Linked DNA regions of Zea mays: region 2 is linked to region 1. A link is a contact called in public Hi-C data. All regions are on one chromosome and are shown on one strand. Each heading gives the region's core, a stretch centred on a gene start, on an enhancer-like site or on the middle of the called end of the contact. The rest is flanking DNA. Distances are from core to core; before and after follow the strand shown. Region 1 holds the start of LOC100279153 (C2 domain-containing protein At1g53590). Region 2 holds the start of LOC100285015.

The links. A called contact is a pair of places that touch in the nucleus more often than the background predicts.
Region 2: a Hi-C map of leaf shows a contact between it and region 1, with 5 times the contacts expected there. The contact joins the promoter of LOC100285015 here to the promoter of LOC100279153 in region 1.

Annotation. Positions count from the first base shown.
Region 1 is chr4:226,944,797-226,948,457 of Zm-B73-REFERENCE-NAM-5.0, reverse strand. It overlaps LOC100279153 (C2 domain-containing protein At1g53590), which reads left to right and starts at 1,728. Exons shown (of 12, transcript XM_020552865.1): 1 at 1,728-2,319. The coding sequence starts at 2,194.
Region 2 is chr4:227,209,493-227,213,656 of Zm-B73-REFERENCE-NAM-5.0, reverse strand. LOC100285015 reads left to right here and starts at 2,676. Exons shown (of 1, transcript NM_001366711.1): 1 at 2,676-3,593. The coding sequence starts at 2,726. The coding sequence ends at 3,538. It overlaps LOC100279741, which reads left to right. Exons shown (of 3, transcript NM_001152699.1): 2 at 222-608; 3 at 969-1,588. The coding sequence ends at 1,331.

The sequences.
Region 1 (3,661 bases), core at 479-2,978:
TGCTGCCCAATCGGTCTCGGGAGCTCAAGGTCTTCAGCTTCATCGACTATAGGGTTGCTGCTGTCCATCTCCTTCCTTTTATTACTATGGTCATTATAAGAGAACCACTTTGCCTCATTACGCACCATGTTCCAAACATCCATAAACACAAAATGAACCCCTTTATTTTCTTCTTCATAGAACTTGTGAGCTTTATCGATCCACATTTGGTCCGAATACCCGCTAGTGTATATATTCATAGCTTTCAACCAACAATCATTGAATAGGTTTATCCATCTATTTAACTTGTGCCACCTCTCCTTTACCTGAGTTTTAGTCCTCCATTTGATTTTCTCAGTAGTAAGATTGTACTCGTTCACCACATCCTCCCAATACTTATCTCCTTTTTTATTGTTTCCACTCAATGAATCAATGAATGTTTCAGCCAAGCACTCATCTACACAAGAAAAAGACACACAAGCAAATAAGTACCCTTCCATGTGAGAAAATAAAAACTGAAAGTGCATTGGAAAAATAATTACCACTCTAACATCTTCATCTGATTTCCATATTAGTCTTGTCTCCTTCCTAATTTCATCAGGTTTATCATCAATCTGAATAACATGTGATGTTGCTCCTAGGTGTTCATTCTCTGAGCAGTTTTGTGGTTGCTCTTCCACCATGTATCACATAAAACCATTAGAACTGTAATTTTTAAAATAATCTACCAATCAGTTTTTGCTAACCACTTCAGTCATCAGAACTAGTAAATGATCTCAACGAAATAATCTGGCAGCAATTCAGAGAACTATGCAACAGTTCAGAGAAATAATCTAATCTCATAGTTGTACCTGTGCAGCAGTTCAGAGAACGATGGTGAAGATCCATTGTTGAGAGAACTGAATGTGCTTGTTGTGGGTGAAGCACGAGCAGTGGGGTGAATGGGGGTGAATGGTCGTCGAGTGCCCACCAGTGAGGTGTCCTGGACGTTGCTGTCGGAGAGGATCCGAAGGTTGCCGCTGTTGTAGAAGCAGGCAGGAAGCCGGGGCACCGAGCGGTTCATCTCTGCCGCGCGGGTGAGATTGGGGCCGCCGGCAGCAGGGGAAAGACCCGACCAGCTCTTTCTTGGTCGTACCATTGCCGGGAGAGGAGGGATGGACGGCGAATCTGGTAGTAGACAGCGGCGGCGGCACACTGCGGAGGAGTCGAGTGTGGCGGCGGTGGGGAAAGTGACGGGAGAAATGGTGAATGGGCACAATAGATCGGGAAGAAACGACTCCTTACGTACAAGGCAGATACGCCTTTGTTGCTTCGTTGTCGAGCCGCGGTCTGAAACCGTTCCTTCGTCAAGAGTCGACTTTTTTGTTTTTTTGCAAAAAAAAAACCCTAGACACGACTCAAGACACACGTTATTAATTGGTTTTGTACCTGCCCTAATAGAGAAGCATGTTAAAAGAAGTACAATAATAGCAAAGAAAAACTCGATACCGAGGTAGTACCACATGGCTTCTATGATGACGCAGTGACCGGAACGACACCGAACCGCGAACGAAAACGTAACTTTTTGAAAGGGCTAAAATAAAAAATTTTGCCCTCCCCGGCTCCCCCCTCCCATTTGCGCCGCCACGTGCCCGCTCAGCTTGACCAGGTGACGAGCCCGCTAGCTGCCACGTTCCCCCGCGGTCCGCTGCCGCGCCACGCAGCCAGCTCGTATAGAAATATATACGGAAGTACTAGTATTTCTCATCATCTGACCGCCGCCCATGACCGAACCGAACAAACCAGCGGAGCGTGCGGTGGGTGATGATAATTCCCACATCCGCTGCTCGGGGTGCGGTCGGCGCGTGAGACCGTGCGAGAGAGCCAGAGAGGGCACGCAGGACACCACCGCGGCCCCTGCCCCACGCCCACATCGGCTCCCGCGTCGGCCCCGCGTCCATCCGGCCGCCTTTCCGCTCACCGTCCGCCGCTTCTTCTCCCCTGTGGGCCCGTGACCTGGCCTCCCTCCCACCTCGCCCCGCCGATTCAGCTCCCCTTCCTCGACGCAGGCATCGGGGCCACTCATGCATAACGTTCGCACGGTGTTCCGCTTCCGCCCGTCTTGAGAAACTAAAACACACAGAGAGAGCAGTAGCGGTAGCGCGGACGGAGTGGGTGCCCGGGCCGGGCACCAGCGGAAGGAAGAGGTTGCCGGCGGCTGTAGACCTCACGGCGATGGATATCACGGAGGTAACGGTGGTGCACCACGCAGCGCTCGTGCTGGCGGCGCTCTGGGTCGCCGCGGCATCCGGCTGGACGCACCCGGCGCTCTTCCTCGTCGGGCTCCTGTACATATTTGCGGTGAGTGCGCATGCTCCATCCACCCGCCCGCCGGAGTCTCTCTCTCTCTCTCCTTCTTGCCTCGGACCGATTGCTTCGGTCCCCCGTTGTTGCCGAGAACTCGATGAATTAGTCAAACTCTGGCTCCCGTTTCTTCACCGCTACATTTAGGTGTTCGATTTATATATTGCTCGTCTTAAATTTTTTTGTGGACTTTCATGTATTCCCCTCCTTGTTTTCGACTCAGCTGCATTGTTACGAGCTAGTAAAGGTTAGAGATAAATTGACGAACACGCTGTCTTTGGTTGCTGATCGAGTCATTAACCCATGAGAACGTCATGTCTGACCAAAACGGGCCTTAGTCATAGCGTTGACGAAAGCAAATCGTTATCATACTTAAGATGCTGGAGATATTCATGTTCGCTAGTGTTAGGATTTATGGGCTTGGCCCAATTAATAAATTCAAATAAATCCCAGAAAATCTCAAAAGCCCATACAAGGGGATGGCTAGAGGATAGGTGGAACCATTAGCACCATATTGCTAGCTCTAGTGGAGTAGAGCTAGCTTAAATATGAAAGTCACACTCACTCACCAAGTCATGGATGAGAGGAGAGAGTGTGGAGAGCCACGCGCGCGCGCTCGCCTGGCCGGGGCGGGGCGGGGCGGGGCGAAGGGCGCGGACGCACGACATGCGCGTGAATGGTCCGCCGAAATCCGGCCCCTCGCCTTGCGGGGGCGCGGCTACTGCGAGATTTTCGTGGCGGATAAGCACGGGGGGTCGCCCTGAGCCGCCTTCCAGTTCTCTTCGTCCCGATTGTAGAGGTGCATCTGCGATTAGGAGAGCAGGTCTCCGGAACCCTTCGCCTTCTAGATCCTGCACCAGGAGAGGCCGAATAAGGTTTTTGGGAAGCGTCTTCACGCGACTGCTCGTGATCTGATTGACCTCGTCGACCCTGCTGATTTCGCTACTTCGACATCGTCGACCCTGCTGATTCCGGCGCGTGCCATCTATCAGTAAGTCTAATCAGTACGCATCATCTGATTTGGCTTGTTATTTCAGTGCTTGTGATTTTGTCATGATTTATATTCGGAATTTAAACTGGAATTTGTCTAATTGTTCAACAATCCAAAAACCTTATTGTAGACAATTTCCTAGTTTTTCTATGGCTGCTTTTGCCGACGCGCTGAAGCTAGAAAAGTTTAATGGTATGCACTTTAAAAGATGGCAAGTCAAGGCCACGCTCTGGCTTACTGCTATGAATGTCTTCCATGTTAGTAAAGGCAGACCTGAGGGTCCACTGACTCCTGAACGGGAGAAAGAGTACGACCATGCCAATACTATGTTCACGGGAGCCGTTCTTA
Region 2 (4,164 bases), core at 1,427-3,926, 260 kb before region 1:
TTGTCTAGTACATTGAACAATATATGTTTGTTGATCTAACTATTTTCCGTTCCCTGTTGTTCATCTCTTCTAGAAACCATTTAAATGAAACCATACATCCTAGTTTTAGTATTTATTATATGAAACTTTAATTTTTCTAGTTTTAGCATTTGAAAGTCATGACTCAACAGTCGGCATAAAAATTTGCTTGTAACTGACCGATATTTTCCCCTATGTTACAGTGCCAAAATGGTCATACTCTGTGTTCCACCTGCAAAACTCGGGTGCACAACCGCTGCCCAACTTGTCGACAGGAGCTCGGTGACATCAGGTGTCTGGCATTAGAAAAAGTGGCTGAATCACTTGAGCTCCCCTGCAGATACTACTCTCTTGGATGTCCAGAAGTCTTCCCATACTACAGCAAACTAAGCCATGAGTCACAGTGTAGTTTTAGGCCATACAACTGTCCTTATGCTGGTTCTGAATGTTCAGTTGTTGGGGATATTCCTTTTCTTGTGGCACATCTACGAGATGATCATAAAGTGGACATGCACTCTGGATGCACATTTAATCACCGCTATGTCAAGTCCAACCCAAGAGAGGTTGAAAATGCAACCTGGATGCTAACTGTAAGCATCTCCATACATTTGTAGTTTTCTTGATCTCTTGGTTGTTTTCTTTTTTAATCAGTTACATAAGATTTATAGTAGTGCAGATGATTGGAATTAAGTTGTAGTGGTTTCTTGATTGCCTTCATGCCTTGTTTTATCAGTTTATGTTAACATAGAATATAGATAACAGGGGTTTACTTATCCCGTGATCAGCTCTTTTCACTCATTGGAAATACATGAACCAAACACATGTTATGTATCCAGATAGTGAAACAAGATTTTCTGACTACAATGCACTAGTATCATATATAACAGAGTTATGCTTTATCTATTTTTGAATCAATTGAATTTTGTCTGATCTATCTTATCTCCTTGTAGGTGTTTCATTGTTTTGGGCAGTACTTTTGCTTGCACTTTGAGGCATTTCAGCTTGGGTTGGCACCAGTATACATGGCTTTCCTACGATTTATGGGTGACGAAAATGATTCTAGGAATTACAGCTATAGCCTTGAGGTTGGTGCAAATGGCAGGAAGATGATATGGGAGGGAACGCCCCGCAGCATCCGGGACAGCCACCGGAAGGTTAGGGACAGCCATGACGGCCTAATAATTCAGCGCAACATGGCTCTCTTCTTCTCAGGTGGAGATAGGAAAGAGCTGAAGCTGCGCGTCACAGGCCGTATCTGGAAGGAGCAGCAGAACCCTGACTCGGGGGCCTGCATTCCCAATTTGTTCAGCTGAGCTGAGTAACAAGGATGAATCCAGGTCTGTGCTTGGTGTTTTGTCCTTGCCAAGCTGCCATTGCAGCCTGCCCTAAATTAGTTAGGTTGTTGGCAGGATAATGAAAATACAGAGTTCCTCCTCCTGTGGGCTGGTGAATCTCATGATAAGCAAATTTTTTTCTCGACGATACAGATTTGTGATGTTATGTTTGCCTCGGTGTATTTTGTTGTCTGGAAATAAACTGTTGCGCAGTAACTGCATTTGGTTGGCTGGTCATTAGCTTGTCACTCTGAGTTTGACGTACATCATGTTTAATGCGACAGTGGCAATGGGTTTTATATGTTCAACACTGGTTTGGTGGACAAGGAAATAGCGAGGGTGATTCTTCTTGCTTCTCCGTCAATTCTTTTGGCAACTTATTGCTACAGGCCACGGGGCATTTTGGTTTATGCAAAAGATGAAACGAAAACATGTGTCATTTTCTGTGCACCAACTTGTTGAAGGGGCACGGTGAACTTTGGCGGACCACCGTTGCCGGCTAGCTTGGCGTCGGCCTCCGTCAGGTACGAGCCGTCCCAGACAGAACCAGTAAAATGCTTGCGCTTCTCGCAGGGTCTTCCGCACAAATCCTGCATCATAAAATCGTCGATATATATGTAATGGTCAGGTCAGCAAAACTGAATGTACAATGGGTGGACATACCAGCAGCCGATGGGTTTGCAAAGGTTGCACTCGCGAAGCCGTACAGGCCGGTCAGCAAGCGAGTAGCGGAAGCCATGGAGGCTACAGCCGAGGTTGGCCAGGAGGCGGCCGAGGCCGTCGTTGAACTCCGCGGCGAGCTTGTTCTTGCTTTCGTCGCACCTAACGCGGACAGAACGACGGCCACGACCGCCAGCGCCAGCGTGGAAGAGTTTCTGTTCCGTTCCGGCTCTCGTGGTTGAGAACCGCTGATGAATTAAACTCACATGGAACCTTCAACAATTATATTAATGCGTCTCTAGCAGCTGACCAACAGGGGCAACAATTATTATTTGGTCGTCTGCGAAGAGAGGCATGTTAGTTATAACATTTATCAGGAGCTGTCAGTCCATCTATAGCTATGTGGTTACTCCATGCATGCTACGTACTGGTGGATGACAAGGGCTGGCTGCTAGCGGCGGTAGACGACCTGTGGAATGTGAATCACCTCCGGCCGCCCGGGTGACAGCCACGCCACGCCTACCGCAGCCAGCGGCCAAATTTTCACCGCCTGGACCACGAACCTACGTGCGCACGTACGATGGAAATGAACGAGAGCCATGTGATGTGATCCTCCTCTTCTTCAAATACCCACCACACGCACGACACACTATAGGTAGCTCACTGTACTGTACCCTAGCTAGTCGCCTCCAGTCCAGAGCGTCCCGAGACTAATGGCCTGCCACACCGTCATCCCGCTTCTTCTCTTCCTCCCTTCCCTCTTGGCAGCGGCTGCGGACGACGTCGCCCCTGCTCCTGCTCCTGCCCCGGCGGCACCACCCGAGCCCACCAACAACAACCTGACCAGCATCCTGGAAAATGGCGGGCAGTACACCACTCTGCTCCGCCTCCTGAACGCCACCCGGATAACGGAACAGATCAGCAGCCAACTCAAGAACTCGTACGACGGCCTGACCTTCTTCGCGCCCAACGACAACGCCTTCGCCAAGCTCAAGGCCGCCGGCACGCTCAACGCCCTCGCAGACCAAGACCAGATCCAGCTGCTGCTCTACCACGTCCTGCCCCGCTACTACAGCCTCGCCACGTTCCAGACGGCCAGCAACCCGCTGCACACCGAGGCGTCGGGCCCCGCCGGCATGTACAGTGTCAACGTCACCGCCAGCACCACGAACCCCCTGGTGAACCTTTCCACTGGCGTCGTCGACGTGCCCATCAGCAGCACGCTGTTCGCTCGCTTCCCGTTCGCCGTCTACTCCGTCGACAGCGTGCTGCTGCCCCCGCAGCTATTCCACACGGCTTCTTCTGCGCCGGCACCAGGACAGTCTGCAGAGGCGCCGGTGCCTGGAAAGGCGGCACCAGGGCACAAGGGGGGCGTCCCAAAGAGCGGCGACGATGTGCCAGCGCAGCCGTCCGCTGCGGTGGATGGGGCACAAGACACCAGTGTCGCCGCGGATGGTAGAGGGAGCGCGGCGTGGATGACGCCGGTGGTTGTTTTGGGTGGCATGGCCCTACTGCTTTGCGCGTGAGCAGTGTGTGCTTCGTTCTGTTTTGTTTTCCTTGGCATCTCTCTGATTTCTCTCTCGTGGCCGGTTTGTATGTACTGCTGTCCGATTTTGTGTTTTCACCTTATTATTAAAAAAAACAGCTGGGTGGGCCGCTTCAAGGCTCGGTGGCCGAGCAGCCCACCACGGAGGCATGTTTTACTAGGGCAGCAGCAACAGCCGTGAGCGAGCGAGTGAGCGGAGAAAAGGCAGGGTGGCGGCGGCGTTCTGAAGACGAGCAGTTCTGCGCTCGCCGATCTCTACGCCGCCCTTCTGCAACCGTTTCTCCCTCGGTTCCTTAAGTATGGAAACTTGTTCCCTGCTCTGCAACTCGCCAAAAATCCCAGCTCTCTGTTCCTATTCCTCCTCTCGGTTCCAGTCACGATTTGGATCGATTCCTTCGATTCTTGGTGTTCTGGTGTTAATCCTGCTGGTGGAAAAAGGTGGAGGTGGTACTGCTTGTGCGCAGCGAGGTTCTCCTGCGCTCTGTTGTCTCACCAGTGCACCTGTGTGGTGCTCTGTCTGTTCTGATTATTGTCCACCGTGGCCTGGTGCCTGGGCTCCCTGCTGCGCGGTGTTCGTCTTCTCGGGCTGGTGCCGTGGACGTCTCC